Regions from separate parts of the Acanthopagrus latus genome. Here region 1 is linked to region 2. A link is a contact called in public Hi-C data. All regions are on one chromosome and are shown on one strand. Each heading gives the region's core, a stretch centred on a gene start, on an enhancer-like site or on the middle of the called end of the contact. The rest is flanking DNA. Distances are from core to core; before and after follow the strand shown.

Region 1 (4,508 bases), core at 324-2,823, 520 kb before region 2:
CAGTTTGCTGTCAATAATCAGTCCCATGTGCAAAGGCACCGACCGACCGAGAGGCATCAAGACAAAGAGGCTTCATGTGGCCCACAGATCCACATTCAGCAGGACTGTCTGAGTCACACCTCCCTCTCTGCTGCCTGTTTTCTCTGCCTCTCCCCACCATGTTTTTTTTTTCCTCTTCTCTTTTGTCTCCTAAACAAATCCCTCCTCGTCTTTCTGCTCTTTTTTTCCTCCTCAGTCTATTCTGAGATAAAGAATGATGGATAACTGCAGACTGAAGCTGACCCTGGACCGGCAGCAGCCACAATGCAGGGGTAGAATTACTGCAGAAAAATGTTGAGCAAGGCAGGGACTGGCCAGAAAAGAGGGAGGGAGAGGGGGGAGAAAGTGAGAGCATGATAATGAAAAGCACATGGTTTGAGGAAAATGAAGTAACAGGGGTCTCTAATTCTCTTTTCTCTTCACACACACACAGACCAAATCCACGCAACAGCTGCACTGAATGTGAGCCCAGTTATGCAGTGACTTCATGTGAATACTGAATTATGATTATTTATTTCGCCCCCCTCCTCCTCCTCCTCCTCCTCCAGGCTCTGAGTGGCTGCAGCAGAGCCTCACCTTGCCTCGTGGACACGTTCTTCTCGTTGCCTGCAGTCAGCACGACCTGCGCGTGGCTGCGCTCCAGGCCGAACAGTTCGTCCTTCCCCACCCGGGTGCTTTTCCCAGACTTCATCGTGCCGGTGGGGCCCGTGGGCGCCAGGTAGCGGCCGTTGCAGTCGCGGAACGCCACCTTCCCGGAGAGGAACTCCAGCATGTAGCCGGTGTCCTTGTCCGTTTTCGTGGACAGGCTGCCGTCATTGCGCAGGAAGCGGTTGTCGGAGGTCTCCAGGTGGTAGCGCTGGTCCCGGTAGACCAGGGTCACAAGCGAGTCGAACCCCCAGGGAATATCCCGGTTTATTGACACCTCCTGCCGCTCGCCCTGCGCGCTCAGGTGGGCGTAGCGTTTGCGCGCGAAGCTGTACAGGTTGACCTGCGGGTGCACGGCCAGGTGCACGCTCCACTTCTCTGCCGGCGAGGCGGTTTGCGCAAAGCAGGTGATCCGGTCCTCGCTGCCGCCCAGGTACCGGCCGTGGGGCTCGGACTGCAGAGACCACCGCCCGTCCTCGTGCGCGGTGATGACGAAGCGGCAGTCCGTGCCGCGCGTCTCGCTCTCCGCGGTAACGTTGCCGTCTTTGTCCGTGGCGAGGTAGCGGCCCAGGTGGGAGAGCAGGAACACGACGCTGCCGTCCTCCCCGGTCTGCTCCAGGGTCCAGGTCTGCTTCTTCTTCAGGCTGCTGGCCGAGGCGTTGATTTTGAAGCCGAAAGTCTCCGCCGTCAGATACTTCCCCGCGCTGTTGATGAGCCCCAGAGGGATCCGCAGCAAGTCCCCGTCGGCGCCGTTTGCGGACATGATTGCAGTGTGTCAAGAGGAGGAAAGAAAAAAAAAAAAGATGCTCTGTGCTGCTCAGAGACGCGGGTGGACGGACGGAGAGGGAGTGGATGTGGGGGTGTCTGAGGGAGGGACAGAGAGAGAGCGAGAGAGAGAGAGAGAGAGAGAGAGCAGCTCTGACAGATGATGATGATGATGATGATGATGATGAGTGTCCCCTGACTGCAAATCCAGACTGGAGCTGCAGGAGTTGCAGGACTGGGACTTTTGTTCTGTTACAGCAAGAACACGCCCCAGATACAGGCAGAGGAGCTGAGAGGGAGATCACACACACACACACACACACACACACACACACACACACACACACACACACACGCAGAGCCAACACAACTAATAACTAATTTCCATCATAGCCCTATCTCCCCTCCCTCCTGTTCTCCCCCCTCTAATTGAGATCTGCTCGGCCTCAGTTCCACATGGATTGATCCATTCACCGGCTGACAGACCAGCGTTTGTCTCCACGGCTGCGTGTGGGTGTGATGGCTTGGCTATGAGGATACTGAGGGAAAGTTTATCAGGGGAAAGTGAGTGTTCCTGATGCGTGCACAGAGTCCTGACCTCAGCCCAATCCAGGGGCTTTTCAGATGAGCTAGAAGAGATGGAAACACACCGAACCACCCTCCCTCCGCCTCTTCTCCCTCCTCTGTCCACCTTTACTCGCCCCTGGTGGCATCTTGTCATGTCTTTCTCTCACAAACTCTACAGTACACTAATCACATCATATTTAAGCATTGCATTATAGGCCCTGGTAGTATAACACCTTGGAAGAAGCGTGTTGGATTTCTACCTGCAGCAGTGCAGGTGATGAAACAATAGAAACCAGCCGTCAACAGTTGGGTCTCTGTTGCTTCCTGACCTTGTGATTTCACCTGTTTCCGCCTGCTGGTCTGGTCTAGGCCTCCGCTGCCCTCTCCTGTCTGCACACCCACTTTTATCTGCACTGCAGACACTTACTGGCTGCGTGTTCATCTCCTCCTTACACCTAATACAATAATATTAGCAGAGCGAAGCAAATCCCCACGAGGAGCCAGTTTATCCAGCTAAGCCCTTTGAGCCATTCTGATGAATCTGATCATGATGAGTGTTGTACAAATCTGATTAGAGCGTTAAAGAGTCTTTACAAAGTTATCTGCCCCAGTGGAACAACACCAGTGGAGTGGTGCTCCACCAGTGATGGAATATAACTATGTACATTCACTCAACAACTGTACAAAAGCACAATTTTGAGATACTTGTACTTTAGTATCTCCATTGTTCTGCAATTTTATACTTTGACGTCCCTATTTTTTAGAGGCAGATATTGTATTTTTTACTCTATTACAGTTATGTGTTAACTTTAGTAGCTTGTAGAGTCCGACTGATAAAGGATCTTTAAGACCGATACGATAGAAATATTTGGTGATTTAAAAATCCGATACTCCGATATATCGGCTAATATATATATATATATATATATATGGTTATTTGGAGTTATTTATGAGTCTTCACTGAAACAATATGATAATACAATTTAAAAATAAACTTTGTTACAACTGTGTCTACTATATGGTCAAACAACACAAAACCAAACCAACACTTATAATACGGTTGAAGGGTGCTGCGTCCATTTTTTATTTTATTTTTTGAATATTCATTTATCAGTCATTATAAATGCTGATAATGATAGTTTGGAAAATGCCTCATATCAACCCGCTGATAAATCGTTTGGGTTCTAGTTGCTAGTAACTTTGTAGATTCACAGGTTTGTGAGTAACGTAGTCAGGATACAAAAAAGGTAACTGTATTCCAGTGGAGTTACATAAAAAATATGTACTTAGATTACAGACACGTTCTGTAAAAAAGGGGATTACAATTTTAAGCCAGTCTGTAACAACGTTACTGTGAATGTGAAACCATGAACACAAGTTCCCCGTCATATTCTGTAGAGGGTCTGACTTCTGTTGAGCGAACATGACACACATCTCTCCCTTTTTCACCGAAATCCCACACTGAAGGTCACAACAGAAGGTTCCTGAAGCTCGAGGATACTTATTTACATAAGTTTGCACATTGTCGTGAAGTTGACAGTACATGCAAATGCTGCCCTGCACAGCCTTTGGGCTGGTGGTGTGTCAGTCAACTGAAAACAAACAGTGACAGCGCTGATGATTGATTTACCAGCCGTCACATAACAAGTGAAAATGACAAACATTGCCTGGAGAGTTTACAAGCTGTTTGCTTTCAGATCAGTGTGAATTTTATACTTTTTTGGGGATTTTTGGCTGCTATCCTTGGGTTTTGGTACAGCCGGGGACTTATTATCAGTTCTGACATTAAGATGAAATAATGATTCAGTTTGGTTACTTAATAACTGGAATAACTGTCAGTTGCAGCTCTTGCATGTTGTGAACTGGATAATGAAACACAAAAGACGAGTACCAACGAGTACCCGTTTTGACTAAATCCCAGATTAAATTAATAATCTCTGAAGGGAAGACGCAGGTGAAAGTCCAAATCCAGAGGAGATCAGGCTGTTCAATCTTTATTCTCATCAAGGGAGCATACAAAGCACAGTATGAATGTAAAAAAGACATAAAACCTTCACAGTATTTTTGAGAGGAAAAGCTTGACTGTTGATGCAAACAGGTCGGGAGTCTGGACAGCACTGGTGGTTTGGAAAAGGAATCCGCTTCCGTTCAGAGAACCGGATGGTGGACAGAGCATGAAAACTGGGCTGGGTCAGGGCCTGTACAGGAAGGCAAAAAGCGAGGACTGGGCCTGAGCTGCTTGATGCTGCAGACCTCTCATCTCAGACCACATCGCCCCCCTCTGGGCCATCAGAGCACGTCAGCGAGGATGTGGATTTCATGATTTTACAGCAAAATACAACCACACTGATATCAAACCCAAGTACAAACCGACTGACTTTCTGACTGTAATCCTTTTGTTTCTTCCATTTTCGGTTTCCTCACCAGATCCTGCTAGCTCTTTGAGCGGCAGAGAATCTGCCGGGTCACAGATGTCTGTGTAACGACCCCCC
Region 2 (4,188 bases), core at 1,619-4,118:
TCTGCAGGTGACTACACCAAATACTTCATAGCTGCAGCAATAGTAGGTGCTGCTGTGATTATCTTCCTGGTGGTAATTATATACTTCAAATACTACAAAAACACACGAATGGGACAGTACAACCTGAAGGACGTTTTGCGTTTGCGCAGACAGCACTCCGCTGTGCCCACTGCATTGTGAGTCTGCTGGAAGGCGTGAAATGTGTATGAAGACTTTTGAGCTGTTGCTTCGTCTCAAGGTGCAGCTAAGGGTCGCGCCCTGTGGGTCAGGGGCTAAGACGTCAACCACAAACCACAACATCCTCGGTTTGTTTCTCACTTGTGCTTCTCGCTCCCTCATCTCTCTACTGATGCTTTCTGTTTACACGAAACAGCCAAAACACTTTATGTATTAAAATAGTTACTCACATGCAGTAAGAACTCTTAACACCTAAATACTGTTAGTGAAAAATGTTTAGTTTAGCGCAGCTGTATTAAGACTAACTCCGGCTGCTGTAGAGATCACCAGGAGTCTCTGAATTAAAAGACATTCCTGCATATCATGTGGCTAAACTACGGCTTGAGGCATGGGGTCTTCAGGCTGTCTGAGGGTCTGGAGCCCTGCCTGCTTTGCCTGGTTGGTGATCTAACGTTAAGTAGGATCAGCTTGTTGTTCGGATGTATCTTTCATTTGAGCTGAAAGAGAAAGAACACGTGACTATGAAATAGTCAACATTTCCATCGGCATTCTGGAGCTGATGGACAACCTTGTGTTTGGTAAATACAAACAGGGTCTCTTGTTTTTATTTTTCTGTTTTTTGTTGCTATTATTGTCATATCTTCATCTATGTCACTTCCCCTGTTTGCATTTCTTGAGCTGTCACCTCACTGGTTTCAGAACATGTTGTCAGAGGACTGCAGTTGAAAAATAGCTTGTAAATACACACAATGTGATTAGAAAATGTATAATGTTCCAGCTGCAGGATTATGATGACAGACAACATTTTAAGTTCTACAAGTACATCTGAAACTGTGAATATCCTTTGATAATAGATATTCATGTGTATTACACCAGCACAGAAATGTAAAAGGAGGATTATAAATTAAAATGTCTATGGATATTTAACTACTTTCTGACTTTATATGTAGAGAAATGTTTTGTATATATATGTATGTATGAAGCTTATATGATAGAGTGAAAATTCTCCCACTGAACAGCTGTATGTCAAACCACTGAAAGCTTGAACCCGAAGTCATTCTGACCCACAGTTACAATGAAAAAGAGGAATTCATACCAGCACAAACTGTATGATAAAGAACTAGATAAAAGCTCTGACTGTGTTTTTTTAAATTCTTTATTTGAATAAATGTTAACTTTGAACACACAGTAAAATGCATCTCTTTCATTCGCATTCTGTTGTATTTTAAAGTATTTCCACGTAAATGGAACAAGGTACTTTACAAGCTTTTTATTCTGAATTATCTCGACTAAGACTCCAGTTTTTCAACATAAGAATCTGACCTTGACTCACAGTGTAAGATTTTCCAATTTGTGCCTGACCGTGCGACAAGATGGCAAGAACAATAAGCCCCAAAAGTACCACCTGATCTAGATGATGTAATTGTAGATTTCCTGTTTATGAGATTTTTTTTTTTTTGCTTGCTTGATGGGAAACTCCATGGCAGAGTTCTAGTTGAGGAGTGTGTCATTCCATCCCAGAAATGTTTCACTCCTTCTCCCTCCCCTCCCTTACCGCTCCTCTCGTACCAGGAAGGAATGAAAGCAGGACAACTGAGGACAAGATTAACTGTTATCCTAAGCTAATGTTCATGTAGGTCACATGGTATGTTTTATATATAGGCTGGTTTTGTTGTTGTAGGGACTAAAAGCATGTCCTCCCCTACAGTCATGCTGGTAAAATCACGCGGTTCAACGAAAAAGGAACAACAGCTTACATGTTTCTGCAGGATATGAGTGAAGATTGGTGGTGTGTTTTCAGCGTGATCACCAGCACAAAAAGTGAAAACACTTCCAGAGGAAACACCTGTGCTTCCTCAACCTCCTACCCAGGGCCTTAATGTTTATGATGGCACAAGTTCCTGCTTACACTTGTTGAATGTTGTTAAATAGCCCTCTCAAATGACCTTCTTTCAAAGTTGGCATTAATGTATTTCTCTTACTGCGTGAAAATGTATGTGTTTATTTGCATACAGGGCGGGAAAGTAAGATCCACAGACACATAAATGTTTTAATTCATCAATTGATGGTTTTAATAATGCCACATTTTAGCACCCCTACTGCCTGTACAAAACACCTATTTCCCTCCAAGTATGAAATAGCAGAAAATGGAATACTCAAGTAAAGTATTTTGTACCTTCACATTGTACGCCTGACATGCTTTCAGCACATGAAAAATGAAGGATAACTGCAAACAAACAGCGGTCGAGAAAGGACAATGGAAACTGAAAACCACAAAGTACAATTGTTTTTATAAATGTATGTTTTATACTATCTTACATTATTATGCTGGACATACATGTGCACGTATGGGTGTAGATGCTTGCTTGTGTTGTACTGTGTGATTCTGTAAGCTAAAAAAGAAAGGAAATAAAGTTTCAATAGACTGTAAGTGAGTTACTTGAGTAAATGTACTTAGTTACATTCATCCACATGTAGGCCACAAATTTAAGCGTGCAGTTTGAAACAAGTTTTTCAAACAGCCTGTCCGCTTGGGTCCTAAAATGATAAGTAATACTGAAATACTGGCGAGTCAGTTCATAAAATAAAATAAAATGTGTTGTTTGAGCTATTTCCAAACATAAACCAACAAATAAATACATGATCAATGTATCATCTCCACCTGTGCTGTCTATACACTTTAGGCACTTTTGAAAGTGAACCCATCTTATCTAATAAAAACTGGCTCGTGCTTAATAAGAATAAAATAAAAACGACGCGAACCGCGCTTCATGATGACGTGTATTGATTAGATGCCGTAGGTCGCGCGGCGCGAAGCAGCCGTTGGTAAGTGGGTTTGTGTCAACGGTTTGTGGCAGCGTCCCTCTGTAAGAGGACTGGGAAACTACTAGTTTCTGACTTGTTTGCTGTCGCTTTGTAGGCGTTAGAGTGTCTCAGCTCAACAGCCCAGACGTTTCCAGTGGCTGTTACTGGCTGAAAACAGGAGGAGAGAGGACAGACAGAGCAGGAAGATGAGCACCGGAGCCGGAGCGGACATCGACTACAGCGGCTGGGATCACATCTATGTGTCAGACGATGAAGATGTAACCTGTCAGTACGTCGACACGCCGAGCCTGTTCAAAATGAGACACCGGGTCAGCAGTGAGACTTGTGGTAGCCGTGAAATGTGGAGTCTTAAATCCGGTTAGTTTTACTAGTTGAAGTGATTTAGTAACAGACTGACATCCGGAGGGGGGGTCGTTACACAAACATCTGTGACCCGGCAGATTCTCTGCCGCTCAAAGAGCTAGCAGCTTAGACTAGCAAGCTAACTCTACTGGCATAGCACTGTAAGGTAAATGGTGCTTTATAAGAAGAAGAAAAGGAAAGAAAGGGAAATACAAGCGACAGAGAACACATTTTATGAAACCAGTCAGAATTATGCGTGCAAGTGACAACCCGAAAAGGTTAAAAATAAGATAAAGTCAAAATAGTAAGTGAAAGTTTGTCAGTTGACTGTAGCTAGAAGGGGAAAGATACATGACAAGCAAGCTGTTGTAGGTTGAAATCAAGACAAACACGTTGTTAATTAATTCATTATCACGAGAAAACAATCTTTGTTATATGGAGATAAAGAAATAAATTAATTCGCTATCACAAGAAAACAACATTTGTTATATCGAGAAAACTAAATAAATTAATTTGTTATCATGAGAAAACAACTTTTGTTATATGGAGATAACGAGATAATAAGTCATTATTACGAGATAACAGTGTTTTAAAAAACTCCATGGCCGTTCTCGGGTTCCATACTGTCTCGATACGCATACATTGCAATGTTTTTGACCAAATAGGCTCTTTGATGCAACAATATTTTAGGGATGAATATTGACCCTTTCACACAGTGAAATAGTTGATAAATTATCGTCAATAATGTGGATATATAGTGGTTAAAGACAAGTATAAGAGCAAGTTGTAAGTTCAGAATATTACATCACTTTACTGTTATGCAGCCTTTAAAACCAGGAAAAA

Evidence for each region. Hi-C and Micro-C count contacts between places; a contact is called where the count stands out from the background.
Region 1: a Hi-C map of muscle shows a contact between it and region 2, with 12 times the contacts expected there. The contact joins the promoter of LOC119029297 here to the promoter of cdc37 in region 2. A contact is called at or near these places in 3 of 4 Hi-C or Micro-C datasets (liver and muscle).

The regions. Positions count from the first base shown.
Region 1 is chr1:6,270,891-6,275,398 of fAcaLat1.1, reverse strand. LOC119029297 (fascin-like) reads right to left here and starts at 1,573. Exons shown (of 5, transcript XM_037116036.1): 1 at 616-1,573. The coding sequence starts at 1,447. It overlaps LOC119022536 (a long non-coding RNA gene), which reads right to left. Exons shown (of 3, transcript XR_005075969.1): 3 at 4,431-4,508.
Region 2 is chr1:5,752,816-5,757,003 of fAcaLat1.1, reverse strand. It overlaps cdc37 (hsp90 co-chaperone Cdc37), which reads left to right and starts at 2,868. Exons shown (of 11, transcript XM_037093735.1): 1 at 2,868-3,003; 2 at 3,098-3,360. All of the region lies in intron 4 of LOC119017275 (cell adhesion molecule 4-like), which reads left to right.